Regions from separate parts of the Gossypium hirsutum genome. Here region 1 is linked to region 2. Evidence: chromatin contacts called from public Hi-C data. All regions are on one chromosome and are shown on one strand. Each heading gives the region's core, a stretch centred on a gene start, on an enhancer-like site or on the middle of the called end of the contact. The rest is flanking DNA. Distances are from core to core; before and after follow the strand shown.

Region 1 (2,700 bases), core at 97-2,596, 180 kb after region 2:
GAATTCCGAGAGAAGATGGAATCTGTACGGACCGACCCGACGTTAAAGAAGCTTAAGCAAAAAAGCACAGAAAAAAAATGATAATGGCGGAAGTGGTAGAGAGTGAAAATACGAATGCATGGGGAGGGTGTTTTCGTATTTTAAAACGATTAAATGTAATACTACTATAATAAGTAAACAAATAAAACGAGTACGTAAATGGAAAAAAAGAAGCAGGGAGCTTTTTACGGACAGATATACCCTCGGGATCATCCTATGTACGGATAAACCCAATCATTGGCTATCATAGACATCCACAAGGGCATCTCCGTCATTTCCGAACATACATCACTATCTCCTCCCTCCAACTCCAGAGAGCTTAACGAACATCCTATGATTATTGTAAAAAAGAAGAAGGGAATGGCATTTTGGTAAATTTTCTAAACCTGCTGCATTGCTGGCAGAACCGTTGGGTTAAACCGGTGGCAATGACGGTGGAGGCCTTTGAATGGAACTCACAGACTTTATGACGGCGATGGTAGTGTTTAGCGTGCGTAAGATCAGCATTACAACCTTCAGCTTGGCATCTAGGGGAGTTAGTCGAACCGGGTTCACCGGGTCTCGATCTCCGGTAAAGCCGGTTCACGAAATCATCCTCAGCTGAAGAAAAATACGTCCGGCCACCCAAGTTTAAACCGATCCTTGCCGTGAAATCAACCGGTCTAGAAACTTCTTCAGTCTTAGGAACTAAAAAGTAACCCCCTCCTCCATTCCCTCCGGTACCGGAAACAGGATCGAGAGACAACAACGACGAAGGATGGGGAGTAGTGTAAGCAGACGCGCCGGTGTAAGCGCGTGGGTCGTACATGGAGTGTAAGTAACCATGTTGAGTTTGAGCTTGGAAAGGAACAAAAGCAGCACTTTGTTGATGAGGAAAAAGGGTTTCATTGAAACCAGCTTGATGATGATGATGGGTCGCAGTGTTAGCACCGTAGTGTTCGAGAATCTGACGGGTCGGGTCGGGTTCTTGATCCGCTTCTTCGCCGGTTAAAATCATAGCCGTCGGATTTCCCCATTCGTATTCCAACATTTTGTTACTTCGGCGAAGCTACGCCGTCGTTTTCTTCTGAAAAAAAGAAGCTAAGTTTTTTGAGAAACCCTAACTGAAGCTTGATATTCCCAAGGATGAAGTTTCACTCTTTTTTTTAAAGTGATCGCCTTTATGTCTGTTTGTCTGAAAAAAAAGCCAAGTTTGGGTTTAGTTTCGTTTTTCTGCCTTTCTTTCTCACAGTGTCTGTAAGGAAGAAACTGTGTTAGGAAGGCGGCTTTGTGTCTGTGATTGATTAGTTTTTCTGAGGAGGAAATTACGTGTTTAACCTTTGGTGAATGATGGTGATATGGCTATGTGTTTCGTGTGGGGACACAATGGAAGAACTGTGCAATGAAATTCCGTGTAAACAAAAAGGATCAATTTTGTTATTAGTTCCTTTACTTTGAAAAATTTTTGGATTTAGTCTATTTACTTTGGAAATTTCAAATTTTAGGCCTCACTGTTACTGCTGTGATATTTTGAAATAAAAAAATAATAATTTTACTTATTTAGTAGCCATGTAACTAGAAAAATGACATTGTAATAAATTTTAATTTAACTAAAATAAATTAATGGTGTTAACAGTTGTAAGGTTAAATTTCGCTCTTAGTACCTATACTATACTTTAATTTGGTCATTTTTAGTTTTTATATTTTTTAATTTTAAAATTTCAATCCTCGCCAAACAACTATTGTTAAATTTTTTAAGTTAAGTTTTGCTATTTCTTAAATTTGATACGACAAACATATTATAATACTTGTAATTCCATGTCAGCTTTTCATTTCCACATATTACTCACTAAGTTATCTAATTAATGGGTTAATGATTGTCATTTTGCGTCAAGATTAAAATTTTAAAATTCGAAAAGTATAGGGACTTAGCATAATCTAATTGGAGAATGTAGTCTAAATCTACAATTATATGCATGGTACAAGACTAGTAATTGAATTTAACCAAATAGATTTAATTGCTACAATTTGAGTCAAAACTAAAATTTAAAAACCAAAAAAATATAGAAACTAAATCTACAATTTTCATAAAGTATAGGGACTTATAGCAAAATATAAGTACAAGGGTTTGGCAGAATGTGTGTTTGGTTTTCTAGTCCAACTAGTTAAGAAAAATAGGCATATCTACTGGTAACTGAATTTTACCAAACAGATTTAATTGTTACAGTTTAAATCAAGATTAAAATTTCAAAACCTAAAAAAATATAGAAACTATATCCATAATTTTTATAAAATATAGGTACTTATAGCAGAATTTAAGTAGGGGGTTTGGCTGAATGTGTGTTTGGTTTCCTAGTCCAACTAGTTAGGAAAAATGAGGGTATTTCTTTTGGTTTTGAGTTTAAAGTTAAAATAACCGTGTGGTCGGTTTCCTTTTCTTGGAGTGGTAAACGCCAAAGCGTTAATGCACTTCAAAAGTTAAAACGTCTGGTCCCACTTTCTTTCGTGTTGTTTGTTTGATCATACTCAGACTTACCAGAAATGTATAATCATTTTCCTTTCTTGGGTAAATTATTATTTAAAAATTTAAAAAATTTCTCTACTTAACCTTAGCGATATTTGACAATTGATATATTAAATTAGTAGTTTAGATAAGTAGAATATATTGTAGATTCAAGTCGA
Region 2 (2,700 bases), core at 63-2,562:
GTTAATTTTGTTATTATTTTAGATACATTTGATTGTTAAGTTGCATCTATTTTAGTGTTATTAAAGTATATATATTTTTTAAAATTTATTTTCAGTTTGTTGAAAAATATTTATTTTGATATTTTTAGTATTTTTGATGCATTATATATATTTTAAATTATATAAAAAATAATATAAAAATTAATATGGTGGGCTGGGTCGGGCTCGGGTTTTAGTATTTTTATCCAGGTCGGGCTTGGGTAAAATTTTAGGCCCATTTTTATGGCCGGGCCCGAGCTTAGCAAACGAGCCTAAAATTTTAGTTGAGCCCGGCCCGACCCAGCCCATTCTCACCTCTACTACCAGTATTAGGAGTGGAATTACATTTTATCCACTCTAATAAAAAGCAATAAATTAGTACTTGCACATTTGATTAAAAAGTAAATTGGTCATTTTGTTATAAATTTTATTCATTTCTATTATTAAAAAAGAGAATGGATTGTATGAAACAAGAATATTATTTATTTTCAATAGTTTTATGCCATATCAGTAATTTTATCCTGAATTTAAGGATTTTAATTTAGATTTGATTTTTTTTAAGATGAAAATGCTGATGTGGCATAAAACTATTAGAAAAGAGATACAGATGACGTAGCGTTTCTATTTCATAGAATCCTTTCCCATCAAAAAATAGTCATTGTATGTCATAATGAGGTATATGTGACACGTCATGTATAAATATCTATTTATTCTATGAGTTGTGTTAGTTTTTAATAATAAAAATTGATAAAATTTTTAATAAAAATAACTAATTTATTTTTTAATGAATCGTATAAAGATAAATTTCTATTGTAGAATGAAAAATTTATTTATTTTTTAATAAAAAAGATAAACTCTTAATAACGAACCCCCTAATACATTTACCCAATTCTTTACAAATAAAAGAGTATTCATTTGATAGATTTAAGATCAAAATTTTGATTGACAAAACTAAGATTATTGAAAATGGTCCCCTCTTATGACATCCAAAAAAAATTGATCCTCTCCTTTTTTATTTTTTTGCTTCTTATCGTTTGGGTTTCATTAAAGGAAACAATAGTATCAGACATTGCCTATGTTTATTATCAGTTTCCCCCAACTCTGTTTTAAGTACGAGGGGGATATGGAATTTGTAATAATAATAATAATTTATATTGGATCCTCAATCAAGTTGTCAATTACACGTGGCAAACACCCAGATAAGCAAGTACAAAGTTAGAGTTGCAGGTTCCACTTTCTCTCTCACCACTGCCTTTCTTTTCCTTCCATGGCCTGCAACTCACATCCTAGCCGTTCACGTGGTTGAATATAGAGGTCATTTATTGTTTTGGGGTCCCCATTACTTTGGATACCCCCCTCTATGCTTTCCTTTATGGCCTTAGCTTATACAAATCTTAATTACAGTACCTGACAGAAAAGGAACCCAACAGTTTAATTAATGACTGTAAAAAGAAATAAAAACCATTCTTATATTAAATAATCAACTAAATTTATATTAAAAACAAGTCAATTATTCAAATAATACTTATATTGATTAATCAAATATATTAGACTTATCGAGGGTAGGTTGACACATTCGAAAGAAGTCTTTCAAGTGTCGTTCACAGGATAACTGATCAAATCTTTAAATGAAACATTTTCCTCAACAAATGACTTGTATGTTATAAATAAAGAGTTTGGATCCCACCAAGGGTGAGACGCTTACATCCCCTAGGTGATTTGATCCTACGCTTATGTATGGTTGAGGTGCTCTTGGCTTTATAAATCAAGCCTTAAGAAGAACTGCTCACGACGCATTGGCTCTCGATAGAGTATTAGAGGAAAACTCTGAAACAGGGATAATACTTTTGATTGTTGGGAGTTTAATCAGCTACTTGACGAAAGTACTTTGAAAACTTCTTCCGTAGGAGCTGATCTCGCTCAATAAAACTTATTTTATATTAAACAATAATTAAGTAATTAGTTGATTGAGTTTTAATTAAATTAGTACCATTTCTATTACAACAATTAAAAAGATGTAAGTATAAATGTGCTTATGCCTTTTTTTTTTTTTCGATTTAAGAGTTTGAAAGGTTTAATAATGAAAGTAGTAAAAATGAAAATTATCTCAATAGAGGTTAGTAAGGGTTAATTTACTATTGAGGTTGAAAAAGATTGTAAAAAAAAATTTAAAAATGTGACTTTTGTGTTTGACAATATTTACTATTATTAAAAAGTATTTTTAAGAAGATAAAATCTTAATTTTAAATACGATATCATGAAATAAAAAATAAATTGATAATTTCATTAAAAAATCTTTAAATTTTAAAGTCTTTTTAAATAAATATTTAATTTTTTTATTTCATATTACAATATTTAATCCAAATGACTTTTATTAAAAAACAACCCAACACTTCACTGCTGAATTACTTATTACTCTGACTCAACTGACAAGTGGGAATCAAAATATCAGTGTCAGGTTGTAGGAGGCAATATTTTAACTTTCTAAATAAATCCAAGACAGATAAAACTGGTATAAAGCCTTAGAAAAACTTTCCCATTCCTGGACTTGACAAATGACTGTGTAGACACAGTTTGATCAGTGAAAATTTTGTTTACCATTTCCCAATAGGGTAAATGATGAAAGGAATGACTTTGTAGTTGGTTTCACTTTCTCCTTCGGGCATTTAATTGTCTCTCAAC

The links. Hi-C and Micro-C count contacts between places; a contact is called where the count stands out from the background.
Region 1: a Hi-C map of leaf shows a contact between it and region 2, with 2.0 times the contacts expected there. The contact joins the promoter of LOC107923989 here to the enhancer-like site in region 2. A contact is called at or near these places in 2 of 34 Hi-C or Micro-C datasets (callus and leaf).

What each region holds. Positions count from the first base shown.
Region 1 is chrA12:77,216,199-77,218,898 of Gossypium_hirsutum_v2.1, forward strand. It overlaps LOC107923989 (squamosa promoter-binding-like protein 8), which reads right to left and starts at 1,347. Exons shown (of 3, transcript XM_016854232.2): 1 at 426-1,347; 2 at 1-22. The coding sequence starts at 1,069.
Region 2 is chrA12:77,039,554-77,042,253 of Gossypium_hirsutum_v2.1, forward strand. No RefSeq gene overlaps it. Among protein-coding and RNA genes, the nearest start is that of LOC107938667, 13 kb to the left of the region's middle. Within about 2 kb of position 1,313, at least 3 of the 9 cell types and tissues checked have an H3K27ac peak or open chromatin away from gene starts, as enhancers often do. A contact at or near this core is called in leaf, where this site is marked.